Linked DNA regions of Mus musculus: region 2 is linked to region 1. Evidence: chromatin contacts called from public promoter capture Hi-C data. All regions are on one chromosome and are shown on one strand. The core of a region is the stretch at or near the end of the contact, and the rest is flanking DNA. Distances in the headings are between cores, read along the strand shown.

What was found. Promoter capture Hi-C pulls out the DNA fragments that hold promoters and counts their contacts.
Region 2: a promoter capture Hi-C map of embryonic stem cells shows a contact between it and region 1. The contact joins the promoter of Tbx5 here to the promoter of Tesc in region 1. A contact is called at or near these places in 3 of 39 promoter capture datasets (embryonic stem cells, frontonasal cranial neural crest and maxillary cranial neural crest), 2 of 115 datasets of contacts at active chromatin or transcription factors (both in embryonic stem cells) and 2 of 9 other capture datasets (adipose tissue and embryonic stem cells).

Annotation. Positions count from the first base shown.
Region 1 is chr5:118,025,368-118,031,995 of GRCm38.p6, reverse strand. Tesc (tescalcin) reads right to left here and starts at 4,253. Exons shown (of 8, transcript NM_021344.4): 1 at 4,009-4,253. The coding sequence starts at 4,066.
Region 2 is chr5:119,830,174-119,836,666 of GRCm38.p6, reverse strand. It overlaps Tbx5 (T-box 5), which reads right to left and starts at 2,004. Exons shown (of 9, transcript NM_011537.3): 1 at 1,390-2,004. It overlaps Gm5563 (predicted gene 5563), which reads left to right and starts at 4,681. Exons shown (of 3, transcript NR_169213.1): 1 at 4,681-4,928.

The sequences.
Region 1 (6,628 bases), core at 3,004-5,503:
TTTGGCTGGCTGCGTTCACACTTTAGTGGATGGCTGAGTACAGAAGGTATCAGGCCCACCCCATGACAGTGTACCCCCTCCCCTGTACCTCCGGCCCTTGAGCTGCTGAGGGCCAGAGGACCTGCCCATCTCCCACCCTCATCCAGGGCCTGCAGGCATAGGGGACAATGGGCTCCTAGGCAATGAGGAAGGGCTCAGATGCCATCGCTGGGAGGTCAAAGCAAAAGTCCCCCACCCCCTCTTTCTTCCATCTTCAGAGCCTCCATGACCTCATCCATTCAATTGGCCAGCAGCATCCCCCACTGGGCGGGCCCTGGAATAGGACCTGATTATTAACTCCTGGGCTGTGCTTGGCACTGGGCAAATGGCTCGGGGCTGCCAACATTGCTGTAAGGGCTCTCTGGCCCAAGGTTCTGTTTTTTCTAGCAGCTTCTTGGCCTCTCTGCAGGTCTGAGACTGGAGGACAGACACCCCCCCCACACACATACACACCTTTCCCAGCATCCTCCTGTCTGCCTTCAATCAGGAGCCCAGAGTAGGGGGGGGGACTAGAGGGGAGGGAGCACCCCCTCCGGGCCAGCTCAGGATCCAGAGGGTCATGGCCCTGGCCTGATGTCCCTCCTAGACCAAAAGAAGCTGAGGTCCTCAGCTGGCTGCTCAGAGGGAGGCTTGAGATAAGAGGAGTCAGTCAGTTCTCCCTGTGGAGGGAGGCGGGTGCAGCCTTGGGTGTGCCGGTGCAGGCGGGTGAGCTCCTGAGCTCCCTTAAGGCGTATTTTCCCTGGGGTGACTCAGGCTGGCAGGGACAAGGCCTGTAGAGGGGAGGTAACCCTAGGCTCAGAGTTGCTTTTTGGGTTATAAAGAACTCAGTGACCCCCCTCCCCCCATGTGTGCCTCCTGTGATCTCATTGCCAACAAGCAACTCTGTGGGGATGGGAGTGGGGGGTAGGGGGTGGGGGTTGGGGGGAGGTGATGGTCTGAGGTGGGAGGGGGGACTGCAGGAGCTAAGGGAGACCAGGTCTGAGGTTGTCCACTAAGGTTGCAGGAGAATGGCCAGGCAGGAAGGGAACAATGGCTCTAAGGGCCCTAGATGGTGGTGGGAACTTTGCCTTGAAATTTTAACCCAGGAGGAGGTGACAGGAAGAGTCTCCCATATAAAGAACAAACATGAATCAAGATGGTGCAGAGTGTAGCAGCAGCAGAAAGGCTTGTGCAAAGGTCCTGGGGTGAGCAAAAGAAGAGCAATGCATCATGGGCAGTGGTTCCTGCCCCAGAGGTCACAGTGTGTGGTGGGGAATCCTCCATCTCTCAACCCTCCACTCCTGGCTGTGGTGCTGAAGGCAAGATGCTGTCTCTTTCCGAGCCTCAGTTTCCCTCAGGAGAGGAAACAGCCTTATCTCCTTTCTGGAAGATGTGGGTGAAGACACACCTACTGTGTATTGTGTGAAGTTCTCAGTGTTGGTATAGGCAAGCCCAAGTGCAGTGGTGTTCCCCTGGACATGTATAAGTTCTCATACCACAGCCCTGTCCAACCCCACGCCACGTCCGGAGCCTTCCTGGCTAATATCTCCTCCACACAATTGTTCAGAGGCGGCGACACCCAGGTGGAGCACTGAGGTCCAGAGAGGCAGTGACCTACTGAAGGTCACACACACAGCAGGGATACAGGGACCAAGACCTAGTTCAATGTAGTTCTATTGCTATGTCCATCTGACAGGAGGGAAAACTGAGGCACGGGGAGCACAGGGGACCCCTGAAGTTGGGGCTGCAGTGCAGCCTGAGCCTGGAGGACTGCTATGTCATCCATCGGCCAACCTCACTGAGGTGATCAACTGCCTCCTGCCACAGGGCCATGGCACCTGCCACTCCGATGTTCTGGTCACTGTCACATGACTGGCTCCTTAGTTACCTGCTTACCTCTTCCCATCCTCTCCCCCTGTTGCTTGTTCCTGGAAACCTAAGACTGGTGGGGTGGATCTGTGTCCTGTGCATCCTGTGTGGGAATGTTGGCCTCTCTGGGTCACCTCCACATCCTCTAAAATCCTCAAAAACTCTAAGGATCTGCCAAACGGGTGTAAGTGCCCAGACTAGACCAGCACCTTCAGGGCCTGTGGGACCCCAGGGGTGGGGGTGGCATAACCTTGGGTCCCGTCGTTCCCCCCCCCCCCCCCCCCGCCCAGCTCCCTTTAGAATTGAATTCTGAGCACAGGCAGCAAGTGAAGAAGCCACCCCAGCCACCTCCAGGCAGCCACTGAGCCTGAGCATCTGTCACCGTGGGAGGCTGGGCCCAGGAAACTGACAAGGCTCCCAGCATGCTCTGCAGCCCGTCACTGTCAAACCCACAGCCCGCAGGAATTTCCCCAGAAGGCCCTGGGTGCTGCTCCGGTGGGGACCCAACCTGCACCCGGAATCCCAGCTCTCCCCACACCATCTGGGACAGCAACTGGCAATGGGTCAAACCGAGTCAAAGTGGGCGGGGACTCCTGCTGTCCTCCATCACGTGGGCCTGGGAGGAGGCGGGCGGGGGCAGGTTTATGAAACTTTTGGTTTGTAGTCAGCAAAATGAATTCAGAGAGAAAATACAAAAGTGGGGGAGGGTGCTGCCCTGCAGTCCCAGAACTGGGGAGACTGAGGCAGGGAGTGTCCCCGATCAGAGCAGCCCGAGCCCCAAAGTGAAACCGTGCTTCAAACTGCAGTGCCCACAGTGTGCACACACAACCACGCTTCAGTTTGATTGAAGTGCACACACTTCAGTTTGCCTTCAATACGGTGTGCAAACATACCTGCTTGCCTCGCACACAGTGTGTATACACTCCTGGTTTTCACAAAGTGCCCGCACACTCTAGACTTTCACACACTGTGCACACACACCTGCTTGTCTCACACACAGTGTGCATACACTCTCGACTTTCACACAGTGCGTGCACACACTCCCGGTTTGCACACAGTGCGCCCACACTCCCGCTCGCACGCGGTTCCCCTTGCACGCCGTGCGCACACTCCAGGCAGCGCACTCACAGTCGACCCTCACCGGGACTGGCTCGATGGCGCGCGCCCTTAGTGGGTCGTGTAAACGACTCTCGCGGATCCGCTGCACACTTCGCATACTGTGTGCGCGGTGTAGACGCTCAGCAGCTGGGGACTTTCTATGACTTCACCGGGCTCTGGGGAGGCGAGTGCCAGCCCAGTCCCCCTCTGGGGGGGTGAGGGGGGCTGACTGGGTGCTCTCAACTCAGCCGCAACCTCCTGCCGCAGGAACCCTGGGGGTGCGCCAGTCTCCCATTCCTCAGAGGAGGCAAACTGAGACGGGAACTGACTGGTCCAAGGTCACACAGTCCTGGCAGAACTCACAACCCGCTCTGTCCCACCACCGAAACAGGTTGAGTCCACGCGCCTGCCCACCCTCGTGCAAGTCCGGGTCCCCTGGTCGCTTCTGAGCCCAGGGTCAAGCGCGGGGCGGACGGGCGCTTCCCCCAGGCGCGCCCCGCCCGGCCTCTGCGGTCCCGGGAGTGCGGGCCAGCCTGGAGGACGCTGGGCTCGGTGCCCGAGCCTGCAGCCGGGGGGTGGGGACGCACGGGGAGGCGGCAGGGTGACCCCCGCCTAAGGTCACCGCGGACCGCGCGGCTCCTCCCGGTCCCGCCACTTCCAAACTTTCCTCCCCGCTCCCCAGCCGCAGACTTGCAGGTGCAGCGCGCGCTCGGCGCTCTCCCGAGCTGCCGGGGCGCCGGCCCTCAAAGCCACGGCTACCTGCCGGGCTCCGCCCTGGTCGGGTGAGGCTTGGGTCAAGTCGCCTCTCGGGCCACCCTTACCCCAGGCCCGAGTCGCTGCCAACCCCTCCCAGCGGCGTCGCCCGCACGGCGGCTGGCGGGAACCCATCAGAAGCAGCCCGAGAACGGGGCACAGAGAGGGCAAGCCACTAGCCCAAGGTCACACAGCACGGTGGCGCGAAGCGGGGGCATGCAGGCGATGGTCCCCGCCAACGAGGGTTCCCGGCCACGGTGTGGTACTCACAGCCGGTCTTGCCCTCGAGCTCCCGCACCTCCTCGGACGCCGAGTGGGCAGCGCCCATGGTGCGCCGCGGGGCCCCGGGCGCCCCACGCAGGCCGGGGACTGCCTGGGCTGCGCTGCGTTGGAGCCGGGTGGGGACGCGGGGACAGCGGCGCGGAGCCGGTTCCGCGTGGGGCTCGAGCGGCCTCTTATAGCGGCGGGAGGCGGAGCGGCGCGGTCCTAGCGCTCGCCCGCTTCCCTCGCGGCCGCGGGGGCGGGAATGGGGGTGGGGGGAGGACACGACGTGGTTCTGCCCCTGCCGCAGCCCCGCGGGATGAGCTTGCGGGCAGCGCGACCCGCATCCCTCCGCCCACTCTGCGGGGTCCAGCGGCGGAGCCTCGGCGCTGGGACAGAGGAGGGCACGCGAGTGTGCCCAGTGTGAAAGATCCCCTCCCCCGCGCCCTGCACCTAGGTGGGCGCCCAGAGGAGCGCGCATCGCAGGTGACAGGCGTGGACTGAGTAGAGAAGGTGAGACCGATGAGTCCCGGGGATCCTGATGAGATAGGAGGTCCTGACTGGCCAGTCCTGCTGCTGGTCTAACCACCATCTCTCCATCTCCAAATAGGGTTGCGGTGAGATGCTCACCGTAGGGCGCAGAGGGAGAAAGGCGCCGGGTTACCATGGAATCCTGTTCAATTGATGAGGAAGGGGCTGGTGCTCCGGGAGGGAAACATTCAACCTCAAGGCTGCCCTGGGAGCCCGCCATGCCCTGCTCTGCTTAGTGACGTCCGGTTTAGCTGCCAAGAGTCTGTTCTGGCTGGAAGTGCTGGGATCCCCACGATCTTTCACCTCGCCAGTCACGGCCGTGGGTGCGCATCCTTGGAACTGGCGTTCTCAGGAGCCCACTCTAGCCAACCCAGGGGTCTCGGCAGAGCCAGAAGAACCGGCCCCACCACTGAAACCCCGATTATCACCCACTCTGAGCCTCCGGGGAGCTGAGTCTGCCCCTGGAGATCCTCCCTGAAGATCCCCCGTCCTCCCTGCAGCTGCCCAGAGTTCACGGAAACTGCTCCCACCCGAGAAGCAAGGGAAGCTTAGCTGTGGGGCATCGCTGCTGAGTAGGCTGGACCGCCTCAGGTCTCCAAGAATTCTAAAAACCCAGACAGATCTCTGTGGGGTGGAGGGCAGGAAAGGGCTCCCCAGGTCCCGGGATGTTGGGGTTTCTAAAATATGCCATGATCTATGTCTTCCTGCAACTAAGTTTTCTGTCTACAGAGGATCTGCATTCTCCAGGCCGGGGAAGACCCCCTCCCCCATCGCCAGCAACCCCAGACACACCCGCACTCCAAGCTGACAGTGCCTTCCCTTGGTGCTCGATCCTTCTACCGAGCCCCCCTCTTCCTCTGGGATCTCTGTGTAGGCCTCCTCGGAGAGGCCTTATCAAGTGTCTATTTTCACCAGGCTGGGGTGTGGTTGCCAAGGAGAGCCCGCCCCTCCCCCCGGGGGGCTGCGAGGAGTCCTCAGGAAAGGGGGCGACAATTTGACTTGTGTATTTGTTCACTCATTTAATGCGTGTTTCTTAATGGTCTACTATGTGCAAGGTCCCGACTAGATCTTTGAGCTGCAAACAGGGATAAGACACCACCTTCGCTGCAGATGGAGTGGGAGTAACAGCCAGGGTGAGCTCTCAGGAGCGCAGAGATCTCAATGTCCACACTGAGCTTCAGAGTCCGTAATTGTCCCCACCCGTGGCCCCACAGAACAGCGGGCTCCGCGAAGCTGCGTGGGTGCTGCGGTGGAGGCACCCACCCTCCCCCTCTGGCAGTGAGTGATGTGAGCACCCAGCAGGGCTCTGTCCACACAAAGCCTAATGCGGCTGGTCCAGGACGCCACCGCTTTCATTCAGTCTTACCAATGGCTCTGTTGGCGTCATCAAAGCCAAACTGAGGTATGGGGGGAAGTGGGGAGCTTAACAAGAGGAAGGCACCACGGGGCTCCCTCCTTGGCCCCAACACCGGGCTGTCTCAGTCACCAGGTAACTAACTGCCTGTCCCTGGAGACACAGTTCCCCCAGAGGAGCTAAAAGCCAGGGACAGACAAACCTGTTTGTCTCTGTGCCAGTGTGATTTGCAAGTCTGGTCCCTAGGAAACAAGAGGGCAGCTGAGCCCAGAGATGTGGAGCTGGGCCCTGCCTTTAGCTCTGCTGTGGGACCACGCTTGCTCAAGTGGGTGACTTCACCTCCCAGAGCCTCAGTTTCCCCATCTGCAAGATGGCAAGAGCAACGATACTCTTTCTGGGGGTGGTAGAAATGACAATTCCCAGGTTCCTCTGGGAAGTCCGTCAGTGGTGTTTGCGCATTTCCACAGTGTGGACATCTGGAATGGCCTACACAACTCATCAGCCAGCAGTAACTCAGCAAGGAGCTTCCGAGAGCTCCCTGTTGAACAAGATTCCGCACAAGCTACTTCAGTCTGTGCTGGATCTGCACTCCCATGTTATGTTGTGCATGCATTGGCTATGGAGAACCAGGAACATGGGTGACCCTACCGACCCCAGTCTGCAAACAGATCTGGGGAGCCAGCAATGCTCTGCAGTGGGTACCAGATGCTGCAGAGGCCTGGAGGGACACCAGGCACATCTGTT
Region 2 (6,493 bases), core at 755-3,254, 1.8 Mb before region 1:
GAGAGCTGTCCGTCAAATTTGTCTGAACTCCTGGAAGAGCCAATAAAGATAAGGCGTCGGTATTTTTGGAAGCCATCGGGTAGAAACCCAAAACAAAACAGAAAACAAAAACCTTGTGCCCCTTTGAGAAATGGTCTTTGTCAAATCCAAGAGACCATGCCAGCAATTTTTAAAAAATGAAACCTCCTAAGAGACGTTATTTTTCTACAATAGACAAAAGGCCCAGAATAACCCGCGTCTTGCAAAAATAAAAAACAGGGGAGAAAGAGATATACCCGGAGGATAGAGGATAATAACCCTCTCATCATCTGTTACAGGCATTAAAATGAAACAGCCTCTCCCCAAGCCTAAGCAATACCAATGGAAAATAAATAAATAAATAAATAAATAAATAAATAAATAAATAAATAAAGTAGCCAGGGAGAGCTGGAGGTAGATCCAAATCAGAGAGGGGCCTACAACTCGGTGGCTGACTCTCCACTGCCGGTGGCGGGGCTGTACCCTCACGGATCTTTTTCAGATCGGCTGGCTGCGGGAGAGTGGGGGGTGGGGGCGGTGGTGCAGGCGTTTTCGTGGAGTAATCAAGCTAAAGGGAATGTCTTTGAGCTTCAACGGGGCTGGCTAACTCAAACTGCCAGCCTGGCTCCCAGTCGGACAGCCTAAAATCAGTCCCAGATAAATTCTGGGCTGCAGACATTCAGTGGACTGCTAGGGAAGGAGGTACATTGGTAGGGCAGCCCCGAGTGTTCAACAGAAGAAGATGAAGCAAGCAGTTGAAATTCTTAGTTCAACCCCCTTCCTCAAGGGAGGATTTCTACCACTGCCTCTACCTCAAAACACCAGCAGACCTCAAGTAAGAGATGGCTTCCCACAGTTTTAGCAGCTTCTTAGGCAAAGAAGCCTGCATACCAGCCTGGTTTGAAGCGGCCTGAGACCTAAACCGCCACAGATCGTTTCTGAGGCCCAATTCTTTCTTCCTCTGGCCTTAGGAGCTTGGGGAAAACTGCCATGGGATCCCCCATGATCTTCTCATAACAAAGAAAAACAGGGCTGGAGCCCCACATACGCTCTCCCATTCGCGGCCAGCCATAGGGAGAAACCCTCCGGAACCCTTGCCAGGATCCAGGGAAGCTTAGAGGCCGGCGGAGACGAGCAAGATGTGGTTTGACAGAACCAGGCCGTGTGCCTTGCAAGCCTCAACGCTGCTCCCCGAGTCGCGGCAGCCTCCCGGCGGCTCCCTCTTGCCTTGAAAGGCTCGGGTAAAATCTCTGCAAGCCAGACTCTGCAGAATGCAAGACAGGGCTGGAGTCCGCCATTCTCTGTTTCCCCAGCCGACTGTGGCTGCCTGCTCCCGCCCAAGCCTCCCCGGCCATATGGTAGTACGGTTACCTCGCTCTGTACAGGGGGATGCATTCGCCACCGCCCCTCTTCCTCTTAGCAGGAAAGCCGGAGGCCAGGTGGGGGTGCAGGCATGGTGTCTCTGGAGTTTGTGCTGGGGATTGCTTGCCCAAGCTAGCTGCTACTGTTGCTACAAAGAAGTACCCACCACTAGAGCCTCCCAGCGACTGCCCACCTCCAGCACACACCTCCTCCACTGCTCGCTGGCTGTTCGCTAGCCCCAAATACTTTTAAGTTGTCGGGCTCCAGAACGGCTTAGAGGAACAGAAGACTAAATAGCAGATCTGGGAGCATCCCTAAACCCTACGATCTCAGTGTCCTGCTCTGCTCTTGCACCCCCAGAGAAGAAAAACTGGGAGACTTGAGAGAGACTTGGGAATCAGCCAGCTGTTTTCAGAGAGATGCTTTCAGGGGTTAAAGTTCCAGAATTTGAAGTATGACTTTCTCTCTCTCTCTCTCTCTCTCTCTCTCTCTCTCTCTCTCTCTCTCTCTGACAAACTAACTCAGCTGGGGTGCTCACAAAGTATAGAAAATGCTTCTCTAACTGGCTCCCTCTTCTCTCTCTCTCTCTCTCTCTCTCTCTCTCTCTCTCTGTGTGTGTGTGTGTGTGTGTGTGTGTGTGTGTGTGTGTGTGTGTGTGTGTCCTCTCCTCCCCTCCCTCCCTCCTCCCACCACCTTTCCCACTTTCTCACTAGATATACCCCAAACTCTTGAACCACTATAGGACCTGCTGATTCCCCACCCCCACTCCCTTTCCACTTCCCATCCTCTTTACCCTCCTTCCATCTCTGTTGACTGCTCTGAGCCAGTGGTTGCAGGGAGGAAAGAAAAAAAGAGAAGGAAGAGGAAGGAAGGAAGGAAGGAAGGAAGGAAGGAAGGAAGGAAAGAAGGAAGGCAGGCAGGCAAGCTACAGTAATCAAGGCAGAACTCTGGGAGCCCAGCAATTTCAATGGCCCAGCCCTGCAGAGAACCAAGACTGGATGCATTAGGCGTGTGCACACACCCATGGGCCTCTGCAGCCTCACCCGATTTCTGTCTCCAATGCTGACCTCAGACAGAGAGTGGTGTGACCCTGCCTGGCCCCTTGCAGAGCCAGGACTAGCTGCCTTGACATCTCTCCTCCACTTCAGACTCATTGTCCCCCACCCTACCCCACTCCAAGCTCTCTAGGACTTGGGGGAGAAGGTGCCTTAGGATGGGGGAACCAAGATCAAAGATGCCAAGAAATTGTTGTGTGTGCCCCCTCCTCAAGACACACACTGGAGTGTACACAGAGCAGTGCCCAGTTTTATTAAAATAATCAGTCACTGAGGGCTGGCTGGGGGTTTCAGCTGCCAGCACTCCTTGGCCTGCCCTTAGCCTCTCTGAAGTCTGCAGTTCAGAGGGTGAATAAAAGCAGCCCACAGCAGAGGCACTGGAAGTAGCTCTTGCTGTAAGCAGAACCAGGCCGGGACAAGCACAGAATGTTGCTTGAAACAAATGCCCCAAATCACATTCTGTTTCCCTCTTCAGCTTCCTTGTATTCTCTAAGTACAGGGAGTCTTTTCTGGGACTCTAATTAGAAACTACATCCTTAGAGCCAAGGACTGGAGAGAGAGAGAGAGAGAGAGAGAGAGAGAGAGAGAGAGAGAGAGAGAGAGAGAGAGAGAGCCCATAGGACTCCGGCAACATTGTAGCCTCTGTGGCTGCAAAATTTGCAGGCTGCCCTTGCAAAAACTTCAGTGGACTTTGCAGTTGTAAGCGTGGGGGCAGCTAGGGGCAACCCCACTCTCTAGTTTCCAGGTCTGTTTTCACACAGACCCTGGCCAAGGCCAGCTATTTATTTGTGCAAACACCTTCGTCACGCGCTTCTAAAAAGTCAGCTAGAAAGCCTTTGGGGTTGAACAGAGAGGCAACCTCAACCTTGGGTGCAGGACTGAAAGCTGAAAGCCGGTTGAGAGCCTGCATCTCTGGTTGAAGCATAGGGGAAATCCAGACAGACCTCGCCAATCCCTTTTACATTCACAGAGATTTGAGGATAAAATTAATCCCCATAAATAATCAGCAGGCCCTTCCCGAGAGGGAAAAGCTGGCCTTCCCCAAGCAACAACCCAGCCAGAAACACTTCCTTCCTTGGGCTTAGATGGTGCACGAAGCCAGCCACCACTCAATGTTGTTTTCTGTATTTTGCTTACAAACTGGCACACGAGATCCAGTCTTCCAGGTGATAGAAGATAAAAATCCAGTCAGGAAGGGGTTCAGCCAGGCTTAGGTAGGGTGGGAAGCAGAGGCTCTGGGGAAAATTAAGGCCGCCCTGAAGATAGATATCTGTCCCTCCCTTTAGTTTTCCCCCAACAAGACTCACCTCCAATAACCTCACTCTTTCTTCAGCCAAAAAGCCAAAAGGGTTTGCTCACTGAGGCGAGGTAGCTCACAATGAGTTTTGAAAAGACATCACCTCCCCCCCCCCCGCAAAGACACCCCCCCTTTAAAACGAAGACTTCTTCCAGGGTCTGTCAAGAAAAGCAAGTACCTCCCAGCTCGCCGTTGGTTTGTGGTCTCCGACAAATTAAATATTACTGTTTATTGCCAGGCATACCCCAATAAAATAAAGAGGCAACCAGGCGATAGCGACTATCTCACCAGCCGCTGGTCCTATTGGGCGTGGAGACGTCACAAGTCACGCAACCAGCCCGCGCCTTGTCACGCTGGACTGGGGGGCAGTGGCGGGCAGTGGCGGGAGGCTGGGTTCTCTCCCCATCTTCGTTTATCAAGGTCTACTGGAAGACACAACTCCAGCATGCCTGGACCTTGGGGGAAATAAAGAAATAAATAAACCCAGAGCCCCCTGGAGTAGAGAGTGTGAACAGGAGACACAAATAGAAGCAAAATCGATTCTCTTAGAGAGATCAAGAGAAGTGAGGACCGAGACCACTTTAGCTCCCATTTGTAAGGAAACCAAGGTTTCCTAAGGTTCGTTGCAAAAGGTAAAGGCTTCTTACTTACACAGTTTTATTTTTCTGTCGAGGAGGCCCTTTTAGCTGGTTACATTTGGGGTGCCATATCTCATGCCCAGTGCTGAAATAAGTACTGGTTGCTATCTTAGTGGATATTAGATATCTTAGATGTCTGCCAAGGTTCCTTGTAGAGAGAAAGGCCATTCGGTCTGCCGCTCCTTCAGTGAGATCCGGGGATGCAATGGGTCCCAGAGTGGCCAGACGGGGGCGGGGTGCGAGTGTGTGGTGGGGCGGGGTGGGAGAAGGGGTAGAGACGGGTGCACTGTGCAGAGGGAATTTTTTTTTCAGCGCCGGATCCTGCAGAGGGGCGAGGCGCTCTATTTTGTTTTGTGGAAATCGGCAATTATTTCTAGTTGGATCAATGGGCATAATTTCTGAGAGGTCGGGTGGGTCTGCGTAAGCTTCTACGCGCATTTGGAAACCCATTGGGTTTTGAGTTACGAAACCGCACAGACTTTCTCCCACCCCAGCGGCTCCGGGCAATAAGCTAGGCCTGCCCTACACGGAGCAAGCGAGCGTCAGGCCTTCCCGAGGGTAAGTTTCTCCTCCCGCCGCCCCCACCCCAACCCCCGCGTTGCGGGCCCCAGGAGAGCCAGACATTCCATCTGAACTTGTCCTGGGGTTTTGCGATCCCTGAAACTTTAGGATTCCCAGAAGCATGACCCGGTTCTGGTCGCAGTCCACCGAGGATTGGAGCGGCAGTGACACGGGCGGCCCTGCAGCGGTAGAGCCAAGGTCAGGCCCCAAGGGACAGCGGGGCAGCAGCCTGCAGCACAGATGCAGGACACCAGCGTGCATCCCTGTTCTCTTCCCCAAGAGTCCAGGCTGCCCGGCCTGGTGCTCCAGCTTTGCTTTCGTTTCCCAGGCGAACGAGCCCCAAATTCACGTTTTCACCCAAGAATGCAATCCAGAATCCTTGTCCCCGTATTCGAGTAGGGTGACCAGGAGAACCGAGGTGGGGGCAGGAAACCCAGACCGAGGGTGCCCCGCGAGTGGGCCGAGTTCCTTTCACTTTCCCCCATTGCTCCGCAATTTCGGGTGCAACTACCTGGGCCAAGCCCAGCTTCAGAGACTGGCCCCGTGCTCTGGAGAAAGCAACCACCACGGGAAGAGACTGCAGCCTCAGCGTCTCCTTGTCCGCTTCACCCTCATCCTCTGTGCGGGAGAGGGCAGCAACATACACGCCTGGCACCTTCCTTCTTTCCAAGAGTTGCGCTTTCCTAACCCTGCTCCCCGCTGGTTTTTCTCATACTTCCTTGCCCCCTTTTGCAAAATTTCCGCCTTGATCTTAAATACCTCGAAAGATAGGAAGACCCGGAATTCTATTAAAACAAAACAAAACGTAATGAGCCATTGCTGTTATTTGTATTATTACTATTGCTATTATTAGTATTCGTATTATTGCTATTCCTTACATTTCCCCCTTTAATTTTAGAGTAAAGCAAAGAGAACACGCGGGAACACAGACTTAGTTCAGTATCCCTCCCCAATGGCCCTGTCCCTGCCTCCTTTGGGTCTCCTCTGGGGTCAGAAAGTAGAGAGGAGAGCACACAGGCCTGGGAAAACTAATAAGAATTCTAATGACAATAGAAATGACGAGAAAACTAAACTTTGGCCAACTTAGATTGCAGAAGGAAGACTCCTTGGGAGGGTGGGAAGGTTTTTTTGTTTTCTTGGTTTTTTTTTTCCTCAGGAGGTCACTTTCCCTCTTGCCCAGTGAAATCTGACTTTATTATGTGGGTTTTTTTTTCCAGGATTTCAGGAAGGTTCTTTCCAATGTTTTATTCAGCTTCCAGCCTCTCAGCTTTGGGCCTTCAGGGAAAGTGTTGACTAGGTTCGCAATTATTCAATATTCAATATACCCTTCTAATATCCCTCTGGTTATGATTATTGCTCTTGACCGAGTGGGTGGACAGGTTGTTTTGTATTTCAAATCAAGGAGATAAGACATGGATATGTTTCTGTAGACAACAAGCTGTTCGAGGAGTCCTCACTCCCTCAAAGTAGCAGTTAGGTGACTGTAGAACTCGGTGGTAAAGGACATGCTGTCCAAATCCCGCCCCCCCCCCCAATTTCGGTGGTCATCAGTCCCAAAGGGT